Regions from separate parts of the Mus musculus genome. Here region 1 is linked to region 2. The links are chromatin contacts, called in public HiChIP or PLAC-seq maps. All regions are on one chromosome and are shown on one strand. Each heading gives the region's core, a stretch centred on a gene start, on an enhancer-like site or on the middle of the called end of the contact. The rest is flanking DNA. Distances are from core to core; before and after follow the strand shown.

Evidence for each region. HiChIP or PLAC-seq counts read pairs in DNA pulled down with a chosen protein or histone mark.
Region 1: an H3K27ac HiChIP or PLAC-seq map of microglia shows a contact between it and region 2, with 6 times the contacts expected there. The contact joins two enhancer-like sites. A contact is called at or near these places in 2 of 39 promoter capture datasets (embryonic stem cells and hippocampal neurons) and 1 of 115 datasets of contacts at active chromatin or transcription factors (microglia).

What each region holds. Positions count from the first base shown.
Region 1 is chr19:41,399,376-41,405,363 of GRCm38.p6, reverse strand. No RefSeq gene overlaps it. Among named protein-coding and RNA genes, the nearest start is that of Pik3ap1, 17 kb to the right of the region's middle. Within about 2 kb of position 2,588, at least 70 of the 459 cell types and tissues checked have an H3K27ac peak or open chromatin away from gene starts, as enhancers often do. A contact at or near this core is called in microglia, where this site is marked.
Region 2 is chr19:41,084,223-41,090,514 of GRCm38.p6, reverse strand. Tll2 (tolloid-like 2) reads left to right here. Exons shown (of 21, transcript NM_011904.4): 19 at 1,629-1,842; 20 at 4,045-4,295; 21 at 6,199-6,292. Among named protein-coding and RNA genes, the nearest start is that of Opalin, 10 kb to the right of the region's middle. Within about 2 kb of position 2,089, at least 12 of the 459 cell types and tissues checked have an H3K27ac peak or open chromatin away from gene starts, as enhancers often do. A contact at or near this core is called in microglia, where this site is marked.

The sequences.
Region 1 (5,988 bases), core at 1,339-3,838, 310 kb before region 2:
CTTGGGTGCCGGATCCCTCAGGGACTAGTCTGCTCACTCACTCTCTGCAGTCCGAGAGCTGACCTGCACAGACTGGTCTCAGAGGGACCCGGGCTATCAGCCACTTGTAATGGGCATGTTTACTTCACCACTGTACAAGATACTCTCTGTTAACTGCAGTTTTTGCTCACTCCTTAGTTTCCAGCATGTAAATCTTTATATCCATCATTACCTTCATAACATCTACTGAAATAAGCTTGGGGTTACACTTCTTTATTAATGGAACATTTTATGCAATAGCCTTTCTAATATTTATCATATAGTTGCTTTATACAATTTTTTTTTAAAGGCAGGGTCTCACTGTGTCATTTTGGCTGCTTTGGAACTCACTATGCAGAGCAGGCTGGCTTCAAACTCACAGAGATCCACCTGCCTCTGTCTCCTGAATGCTGGGATTAAAGGAGTGTGCACCTTGTCTGTGTAGTTTGAGGAAAAGTCTTACTGTGTAGCCCTGGCTGACCTGGAATTCCCTATGTAGACCAAGTTGCCCTCCAACTCGCAGAGATCCTCCTGCCTCTGTCTCCTGATGGCTAGAATTTAAAATGTGCCACACTACATTACTATTACATAGTTTTTGTTTGTTTGTTTTACATAGGTTTTTTCTATAATTTATTTTTATTTTATATTTACTGGTAATTTGATTGCACGTATGTCTGTGTGAGGGTGTTGGGTCCCTTGTAACTGGAGTTACAGACAGTTGTGAGCTGCCATGTGGGTACTAGGAATTGAACCCAGGTCCTATGGAAGAGCATCAGCCAGTGTTTTTTTTTAAAAGATTTTATATTATTATTATCTCTAAGTACACTGTAGCTGTCTTCAGATGCACCTGAAGAGGGTGTCAGATCTCATTACGGATGGTTGTGAGCCACCATGTGGTTGCTGGGATTTGAACTCAGGACCTTTGGAAGAATAGTCATTGCTCTTAACTGCTGAGCCATCTCTCCAGCCCCACTCCTATCCCTATTTTATTTTATTTATTTTTTTAAAGTAATTAATTTATTTTATGTGCACTGGGTGTTTTATCTCCATGGCTATCTGTGAACCACATTTGTGCTTGATGTCCACAGAGACCAGAACAGAGCATCAGATCTCCTGGGTATTAAGTTACAGAAGATTGTGAACTGTTAGGTGTATGTTAGGAATAGAATCCAGGTCCACTGGAGGAGCAGCCAGCCAGTGCCTTTAACCACTGAGCTGTCTCTCTATCTTGTCACATAGTTTTAATATAAATGGGAGTAAGTTGAAATGACTGAAAACATTTATAAAAAGTGGCAACATTTTACAACCCTGGCTTCATGTATTTTTCTTTATGTACTTTTTCTTTGATATTCTTTCTTTTTTGTTTGTTCGTTTGTTTTTAATATTCTATTTTCATTTTGTTTTCTTTGAGACAGGGTTTCTCTATATAGACCTGGCTGTCCTGGAAGTTGCACTATAGACAAGGTTGTCCTCAAACTTAGAGATCCTCCAGTTTCTGCCTCCTGAGTGCTGGAATTAAAGGCATGTGCCACCACCGCCTGCCAACATATTCTATTTTAAATCAACTTTTGGAGACATTTACATACATGAAATCAATTTATTTAAAGTATATACATCAATATTTTTTTTCTGCAAAAGAGGATGTAGAATCAATGAAATATTGTCACATCTCTGTGAGGTAGGAAACTATCCTTCTTATTCTCAGGGATGGAGGAGTGGGATGCGGTTGAGCCCACTGTCCAGTCCATTGTTTCTGTTCTGTGTGTTGAATGAATGATTGTCACATACTATCTCAGCTGAATGGATGATGGTCTCTGGCATTGTCTTTAGTGACTGCATCAGCTCCTGCTGTTTGGCTGCGCTCTCTTGTTGCTCATCCCTTCAGCAAAGGAAGGTCGGGTTAATTACATTCCCTTTATTTTGGTTGCATTTCTCGTTTTTGTTTTGTTTTGTTTGTTTGTTTTTTCAAGACAGGGTTTCTCTGTATAGCCTTGGCTATCCTGGAACTCACTCTGTAGACCACGCTGGCCTCGAACTCAGAAATCCGCCTGCCTCTGCGCCCGGTGGTTGCATTTCTCAAAGAGACCTTTCAGTAAAGTCTTCTCTTTTGTTCCTTCTGGTCCATTCCCCTTTGATCTAACGAGATCGCACACTCAAGAGACCCTTTGAGCTTTGAGAGGGATGTTTTCTACTCCTCGACCATATGCTTGGCTTTTTCCTTTCCTTTCCTTTCCTTTCCTTTCCTTTCCTTTCCTTTCCTTTCCTTTCCTTTCCTTTCCTTTCCTTTCCTTTCCTTTTTTTTTTTTTTTTAACAGAGAGATGCTCTTTCTCATGTGTCCTGAGGACTCTGGAGAGTCCTGCTGCTGGGCCACGAGTCATTCTAAAGCGGTCAGGCAGCACATGCTGGGTCCACCAGAGAGTGGATTGGAATGATTTAGCCCAGCAGACCCCACAGCTGCCCTGGGCTGTGCCTGCCATCTGGAAGTTCCAGTGCAGTCAACTGGCTACAATGTCCTGTTGTTACTTTTAATCTGGTTTCGTGTGGGTTATCACCGCTAGTAGTCCTTCCCCTTTTGACAGAACTTCCTCTTCATCTGGGATGTGTGGTAAAGGCTTCAGGGAGGAAGGGATTAAGCCTTAAGGTCCCCTTTTCTGGCAAACATCGAAGACAAAGTAAGGATTCTCTCAGCTGATCACTTCTCGTCCACTTCCTCTTCCGGGGATATTTTAGCGTGGTGGTTCTCAACCTGTGGGTAGCGACCCCTTTGGGGGTCAACCTGGCCTTTCATAAGGGTCACCTAAGACCATTGGAAAACACAGATATTTACATTACAATTTGTAACAGTAGCAAAATTACAGTTATGAAGCAACAATGAAAAAAATGTATGGCTGGGGTCACTACAACATGAAGAACTCTATTAAAGGGTCACAGCATTAGGAAGGTTGAGAACCACTGGCTTAGGGTTTTTCCTTATTCGGCATTTTCTGGAGACAGTCTGGAGTGAGAATCTGGAGATGATATTCCATGGTCTAAAACACGTAGAAGCACTGCATATCCAGAGACACTCTGCAGGGTAACTTTGATACTAACTTCCTTGATCCCTCCCTCACTTCCTGCTTCATCAGCTTTAGGCATCCAGTAGTCTCTAAAAAAACCAGATCTGGCAGGGTTGTGGCATGCCTTTAGTCCCAGCACTCGGAAGGCAGAGGCAGGTGGATCTCTGTGAGTCTGTAGGCCAGGCTGGTGTACAAAGAGAGTTTCAGGACAGCCAGGGCTACACAGAGAAACCCTGCCTCAAAACCAAAGCAAACAAATGAGAGAGGGAGGGGGAGGGGGAGGGAAACATTTTTTATTTGCTATCTAAATACACACATTTAGCCTGGATAAGTTAAGACTCATGTTTAAGCAATGAATCATACTTGAATGGTTATAGTAGTTTTATTCAAGTGCAAATGAGCCAAATGTTTATCAGATTAAAAATTATAGTATACTCTCTGTTTGTTTTTGAGACAGAGTTTCTCAGTGTAACAGTCCTGGCTGTCCTGGCACTTGCTTTGTAGACCAGGCTGGCTTTGAACTCACAGATATTTGTACATGTGTACCCCCACTTGAAAAAATTGTGGTATACTCTAACAATTCTAATGCACAATAGAAGGCACAAACCAATGACACACACACACACACACACACACACACACACACACACACACACACACACCATGGATGAGTGGAGGGCAGACACAACAGCATGCACTACGTGGTTCCCTTAACACAAAACTAGAAAATCAATTTCATCTCAATGGCAAAGAGGTTCATAGCTACCTTTGGACACAGATAGAGAGGAATGGGCTTTAAGAAGGACATGTGAAGGGGCTGGAGAGATGGCCCAGTACGTAAGAGCACTTGCTATTCTTCTGAAGGATATGAATTTGGTTCCTAGCACTCAGGTTGGGTGGCTTGTCTGGCCTCTTGGGTACCTACACTCATGTGACATATGCTCACACACACACACACACACACACACACACACACACACACACACACACACGTAAATAAAAGTAATAAAAGCAAACCTTTAAGAAGGCACATGAGGATGAATGAATATGTTCTGTGTCTTGAGGATGGTGGGAATTATATGCCATACAAACCTGTGGAAAATATTGAGATATATACCTCAAGTAAATTTAACCTCCACTCTGGTACTGTGGCCCATATGCACACACGCACACACACACACACACACTCAAATATAATAAAAAAAAAAACCTAAGTGCTTAGTGATAGTTAGGCCCCCAGATCTTAGTAGGCCCCCCAGACCCTTATCATAACTGACTCTGTGATGAAAAGTACCATTCAGGCTGTAGAACTCAGCACAGAGATAGAACCCCATTCAAAACAAAAACAAAGACCTAATCCATCAAAGTCCAAAGTTCTGGGAAAGACTAAATGTACTAGCGCTGTTTATTGGCTTCTGTAGTTCCATTTCTGGCTAACTGTTCTTGCTAACTGAAGTATGCCAACCCAGGACATGGTTTTTGTGTTTAAAAGCTCACCCTGAGAAAGGCTCAGGGATACATTGGGAATCTGAACACCCAGTGAAGTCACTGGTTGGCTAATAAAGACTTTCCGTTGGCTTAAACCCATGTTGGATCGGTCTTCTCTGGTGGGCACTCCACAATAGTCACCATACAGTAGATTCAGAACAATCTTGTTGCTATCATAATGGCTAAAGAAAAACCTACTTTTATTTCATACTTTCTTTTTTTAAACATTCTTTATTATCATTCCACACGTGTACGATGGGTGTAGGCATGCTCCTGCCACAAAGCACATATGGAGGTCAGAAGGCAACTCCGCAGGGTCGGTTCTCTCCCCTTCCACCTTTACACAGGTTCCAGGGATAGAACTCAGGTCAACGGGCTTATGAGGTAAGTGCTTCACCACTGAGTGTTCTCATCGCCCCATATTTCACAATTGTATACATCCACGCACATAAATCAGCGCTGTGCTTTGGTATTCCCTGCCCGTTATCCTCTCTTATCTCCCTTTCCTCTCCCACCAAACTGCTTTTCTTCCAACAAATGCTTCTGTTTTCATCTCTTTGTTGGTGGCCTACTGTCTTTAGAAGGGTGGATTCCTTGCATGAGCATGGTGGGAGGTTATTTTCTTAAGAAAGAACAATTTGCCAGTGTCTATATCATAGTGTGTGTGTGTGTGTGTGTGTGTGTGTGTCTTGGTTAGGGTTTTACTGCTGTGAACAGACACCATGACCAAGGCAACTCTTGGATAACTCGATGGATAACATTTTTTTTTTTTTTGAGACAGGGTTTTTCTGTATAGCCCTGGATGTCCTGGGACTCATCTGTAGACCAGGCTGGCCTCGAACTTAGAAGTCTGCCTTCCTCTGCCTCCCAAGTGCTAGGATTTAAGGTGTGCGCTACCACTGCCTGGCAATGGAAAACATTTAATCGGGGCAGGCTTACAGGTTCAAAGGTCCAGTCCATTATCATCAAGGTGGGGGCATGGCAGCATCCAGGCAGGCATGGTGCAGGCAGAGCTGAGAGTTCCACGTCTTCATCTTAAGGCCTCTAGGAGAAGACTACCTTCCAGACAGCTAGGAGGGTCTCAAAGCCCACTTCCACAGTGACACATTTTCTCCCACAAGGCCACACCAACTAATAGTGCCACTTCTGGGGCCAACAATATTCAAACCACCACCAGGGGTGTGACTTCCCACCCCTCACCAGGCATTAACTGCAATAGTTCCTCAGCCAGGGCTGGGACCCCATTGTCTCTCCATCATCCATGATAGAATGATGGCAATCTTGAATTTGTACAGGTCTTGTGCAGGTAGTCACAGCTTCTGTGATTTCATAGGTTCAAATTTTGTGTCATGTCCTGAAGTCATTTCACAGAGCTCCTCCCATCTTGCAGTTCTTAGCTTCTTTTTGCTCCTTCTTCCAACACAT
Region 2 (6,292 bases), core at 840-3,339:
CTCACACACAGAGACAAACATGCACACTCACATTCACAGGAACAATTGCAGACACACACAGACACACAGACACACATGCCTGCTCACAGACACATGCATACACACACACACACAGATGCACACTCATAGACACATACACAGAAAGACACACACAGAGACACATCAGACACACATCTCAGACTGTTGAGATGAGCAAGATGGACCTTATGAATGACAGACTGAAAACACAGGGAGGAGGGAAGGGAACAGAGGAAAACAGTGATAAGAGATAACGTAGATGATACTGTCAGGGTGTTTCCTGCTGTGTGAGGATAAATTGACGGGCTCCCAAGGCATCATGGTCCAGAATGGACCCCAAGCCATGGGGCATGCCCCTTGGGCTCCTCCTGTGATGCGTGCTGCCAAGGTAGAAACGGCTTTCTTCTGCCCTGGGTCCCTTAGAACAGTGTAGAATCTGGACGAGGGTATTTAGAGTGCTTTTGCAAGGCCAGCTTTGCTCTAGACTGCCATCTGCTGGAAAGATGCTCTGTTGCTTGGCAATGCCCTTTCCTGACAGACATGAACAGTCTTCCTTGGGGGTGGAACCTCAAAACTGCCAGGTGGGAAGCCTCCATCTGAGATGCTTGCATACAAGAATTATTTAAAAAAAAAAAGATACTTCCCTTGAAAATCGTTGGTGAGCATGCAGACGGAACTCTGCCTGCCCTTTGTTCCTATAGAATGATGCCCTGCACACAACCAGCGTCCCCCTTCCCATCCCATCCCCATCCACCCTTCACCTAACACCCCCCTGCTCACCAGGACATCACAGGCAAGCTGTCAGCCAGTCAGGCATCTACCCAGCACCCAACAAGCTGTATATGGCTGGTAACTGTTCAGTTCCCCGGGCCGACAACCGGGGACAGTCTCTGATGGAAGGACGGGAAGAAAGGAGGCAACGGAATCTGGTTATGGTTAGCAGTGTGACCTGGAGAAAGTCAGCTCTGGGTCATGTTCAATTCTTACTCCAGCTGAACAGACTTACGCAAGCCAATTAGCGTCTTTGTGACTCGGTTTCTCCTTCTGCTCACTGGGGATACTAATGGATTTTCATAACCTCATTAGAACTTAAGTGAGAAAACTTTCACCGTTTACTGGGATGGGAAAAAAACTCCCAACGCATGCCAGCCACTTTGATAGCAGAACAGCCCTGCTCAAAGCCCCTGGGATTTCAAGTGTACCGCAGTGGGCACAGGCTAACAGCAACATCTCTGAAGCCACAGGTCCTGGGTTACATACCTTCTCTGCCAGGGAGGACGCTGGCCATGCCAGCTGATGTCTTCTTCAGGGGTTGTGCCCGGGACAGGGTTGCAAGGACTGGATGAGGGGACATTTGTAATGCCTGTAGCACAGCTGCCACCTTGGGTGAGTGCTCAGTACTAGCTGGCTCCTAGCATTAGAGGAAGGGTAGGAAAAAGTAAATCCAGGCAGCTGGCTCTGGGACTGGATGTCGGACCATCACGGCAATGGTGGACGCCCCTAGGAAGCTGGTAGACAGACCCCTCCAGGCTCTGAATGTCCTTCCCCTCCCTCTCCCCTCCCTTCTCAGTGCCAGATCCTTGCCTCACTTCCTGCTCTCCCCTCCCCAGACATTCAGTGAGTTCGAGATTGAGCAGCACCAGGAATGTGCCTATGACCACCTGGAACTGTACGATGGGACAGACAGCTTGGCCCCCATCCTTGGCCGCTTCTGCGGCAGCAAGAAGCCGGATCCCGTGGTGGCGACAGGCAGCAGCCTATTCCTCAGGTTTTACTCGGACGCCTCAGTGCAGCGGAAAGGCTTCCAGGCTGTGCACAGCACAGGTGCGGGGCTGGTGGCTTCAGGCTGAGCACCTCGCAGGCTCAGGAAGGGCAAGGGAGCCGCACGCTCAAACATCCCGGTTAAAAGGAGCGTTCTTCAGCCGCCGCAGGCTGAAGGGCTGCTCTCCTTTGATATTTTTACTTGACAAAACTGGATGTGGGCAATGCTTTGTTGGTGTTGAGTGGCCATCGTCGGCTCCCCTCCCCTCCCCCACCCCAACTTCCTCTTACCCCCCCCCTCCCCGCTTCTCCCTTTTAAACTGTGTCATTTTGCTGGCCTGTGAAGTGCAAAGGTCTGAAAACTAAAGTGAGCAGCCATTTTATTCTCGAAGGGCCACTTCTGGAAAAGGTTGCTTTTTCTTGTCATTTTTCCCCCCTGGCACGCCAAAAGTAGCTCTGCCAGGTCCTTTGGAAGAAAATGTGTGTGCTTCTAACTTGTCTACACTGTTCAATATAAGAAGGCCAATGGGGTAGAAGACTCTGCTCTGGCACTTCAGCCTTAGCCCTGTGGAGAATGTAGCCCCTGTGATCCTGGCATTTGATTGTGGCACAGCCAGAGGCTGCCCAAGAGCCTGAGGCTTTTGTCTGTGGTGCTGAGCAGGAAGTCGTGATTGTGGGACACTGCCATTCTTTTTTAACAGCCCCCTTTCTCACCGCGGCTCTCTTTAATTACCCCCCTACCCCTAACTCCATCCCACTCCCTTAAATCAGAGCCAGAAAACAGGGCTCAGAGCTTACAAAATGGCAGTCCCCATGTCTAATCAGTCTATATTTCCCTGCCGGGCCAGACACCCCACACTTCATGAGACCCTCGCTAGCCTCTTAAGGGTCTATGTTTCCTCCACAGGAGTTTAAGGCCACTGAGGACGGACTTCACCTTCTTGTCCCTTCAGACAGAGCAGTACATGGGCACTCTGGGTCAGAAAGATGGCGCAGTGCTTAAGAGCGCTGGCTGCTCTTGCAGAGGACCTGGGTTCGATTCCCAGCACCTGCCTGGCAGCTTACAATTGTCTATAACTCCAGTTTCAGGGAAGCCAATACCCTCTTCTAGCCTCCACAGACACTGCAAGCACACGCTACACATGCATGCATGCACACAGAGCAAAGAAAGACAAACGCAGGTGCTCTGGGGAGTTGGGGCAATCTTGGGACATAGCTGCAGAATTTAATAAAGGGACTGTTTACAGCAAGGCATGCAGAGTGTGGGGACACCCCAAAGGGACAGGACACGGTTTGAGAACCACAAGGCTATAGTCACCCTAACCCAGAGGACAAATGGAAGAAAGGGCTGGGGGTATTGGGTGCAAATTGCCTAACTTCCCTCTGATCTGAGTGTTGCCAATGGTTGAATTCAGTTACAACGTGACAGGTCACTGGGTTCTGGGGTGGAAGGGTGGAAGGGTGGAAGGGTGGAGGGGTGCTGGAGTGGAGGGGTGGGAGGTTGGAGGGGTGCTGGTGGTGGTACAGCAGGTAGGGAAGGAGTCATCTTGCCTCTTGTGCTTATTGTATGTCTCATGAGTCAAGTCAGACATGAAGTAAAGACAAAAATAAGGACTCGAGTTGGACAGGGCCAGACCCACCCTGGTGACCAACTCTAGATGGGATGTTAAGAACCAAAATTGCCCACAATCCACACCAAGAATAGCACTGGGTCCAACCCCCCAGACTCCTCCCCTCACCCCATCCTACTTCCCTGCCTCACCCCACTCCCAACCTCACAGTGTAATCCCTTTCAGTAGAGATAGAGGTTTCCCTGTTGCTGGGCTCAGTTGCAGTTCTGATATGCTTTTATCGCCCTCTGCTGGCAGAAGTCACAAATTACAGTATACCCTGGAGCTAGTGCAAGCCCTTCTATTTCCAGTTCTTCCAAGGCTTGGAGTAGTCAGAACAGCCATATCCCTGCACACAGTCAGGCAACCGACTCCTTGGCTCCTTTTCTTGATTGGAGGGGGGAGAGAGGGCAGCAGCTAGTCTTCCTCAGCAGCATTCTTGGGGATGTAAGGGCCAGTTTGGATATTCCAGGGAACCCTGCCCTGTTCTCCACTGGCGTCCACTTGCTCCTCATACAGTAAGATGGTGAGGTTGCCTATCCCCTCCTGCAAGGCACACAACAGACTGTAGGGATACTGATGGGACATAGTGGGCTGATGTCCAGACTCTGGGTGCCAGGGCAGAGGGTGAGCCTTTGTTCTCTGTCTGCTGCAGAGTGTGGGGGCAGGCTGAAGGCTGAAGTACAGACCAAAGAGCTCTATTCCCATGCCCAGTTTGGGGACAACAACTACCCGAGCCAGGCCCGCTGTGACTGGGTGATAGTGGCAGAAGACGGTTATGGCGTGGAGCTGATATTCCGGACCTTTGAAGTTGAGGAGGAAGCTGACTGTGGCTACGACTTCATGGAGGCTTATGATGGGTACGACAGCTCGGCACCCAGGCTCGGCCGCTTCTGTGGCTCAGGGGTGAGTCTGCGGGATGTTCAGGCCACCTCTGGATGCATGAAGAATCATACTTGAGCTGGATTCCTAGCTAGTCCCACCACTGTGAGCCACCACCAGGGGCCTGTTTGCCTGGGGCAGAGAGGAAAGAGGAATCCCCAGAGACAGGTCGGGAGGCAGGCAGGTGTCTTCCAGTCACACAAAGGACATTATCAGCGAAGGGGACTGTCTTAGTCAGGGTTTCTATTCCTGCACAAACATCATGACCAAGAAGCACTTGGGGAGGAAAGGGTTTATTCAGCTTACACTTCCACATTGCTGTTCATCACCAAAGGAAGTCAGGACTGGAACTCAAGCAGGTCAGGAAGCAGGAGCTGATGCAGAGGCCATGGAGGGATATTCTTTACTGGCTTGCTTCCCCTGGCTTGCCTCATTCTGCTCTCTTATAGAACCAAGACTACCAACCCAGAGATGGCACCACCCACAAGGGGCCTTTCCCCCTTGATCACTAATTGAGAAAATGCCTTACAGTTGGATCTCATGGAGGCATTTCTTCAACTGAAGCTCCTTTCTCTGTGATAACTCCAGCTGTGTCAAGTTGACACAAAACTAGCCAGTACAGAGACTTCATTCTTTTGCTTTTGTCCCTGTTTTTCAAGAGAGTATTCCCCTTAATTTTTATTTGGGCTTTATGAATTCAATATATCTGTATATATTCCCTATATTCACAATTCTTTTTTTGTTGCTGTTGTTTTTCAAGACAGGGTTTCTCTGTGTAGCCCTGGTTGTCCTGGAACTCACTCTGTAGACCAGGCTGGACTTAACACTCACAGAGATCCACCTGCTTCTCCCTCCCAAGTACTGGCATTAAAGGCTTATTTACAATTCTTATTCTAAACAAAATCTTTGAAGATTACAAACCATTCTTGGTATAATCACAATACCAAGGTCATTATTGTCCTCTGATGGCCCACTTCCTGGGTTGTCTGTATCCCCAGATACTGAGATATATGGCTCAGGCTGAACATATAGCCTGTGCTCATTGGGCACCTAGGGACCAGTGAGACTAATGTCCTGGCTCCTCTCCTGCCACACCCCACTATCCACCCCGGGCTTCAACCATTGTCACACATGCTCCGTTGCTATTGTCTGAGCATATGCAGGTCACTTTGGAGTCACCACTGCTCCTAGTGCAAAACAGACACCCAGCCCAGAATTCGTGTCTTTGAAAGGTTATCCTTCCATCTGTCTTTGTCCTCCCCCAAAGAAAGAACAAGCCAATGAGCTCTCCCTTTGAGGAGAGCCCCTTAGAGAGCATAATTAGTGGGAAGCCCTATTTGGCATCCCTAGGATCTGGCAGTGGCCTTGGCATCTGGCTCCCACCTTGCAGATGACCTGGCAGAAGCCACCTGACAAATGTAGCAGTTCCACCCACTTGCTGGCCACAGTAGAATGTAGACCTGATCGCTGGTCTTCCTTCCGGGTTTCCTGGCAGACACATCACAATGTTAAGAGTCCAGAGATCCATGGAACAGACTTCACAATCAGAAAGACCCGAGTGGGTCCTGCTGCCCTGCGTGATTCTGGTGCCTTAAATGGGATGTGAAAACTGGAGCTTGCTTCATTAAATGTCATTACATGCTTGTGAGGTTTGCATTGCATGAGACCTGGATGTGGTCAGCACAGTGCCTGGCCCACCTGTGTCCTGACAGACGCTAGCGGCTGTGTGTGCTATGTGTCTAGGCTCAGCTTTGTAAAAGCAGGACCCAGGGCGTCTTCCTTGGAGAAGGAGCCTGTTCGGATGCCTGTCAGAGCATCTGGTGATCTCGTGGTAGCTATGGCCAGCCTTAGGCACCATCACACCCGCCTTGAATTCCAACAATAACCAACTGACCTAAAATCCAGCCTTCCCTTTTCTTTTCCTCAGCCATTAGAGGAAATCTACTCCGCCGGAGACTCGCTAATGATCCGCTTCCACACGGACGACACCATCAACAAGAAAGGCTTTCACGCCCGGTACA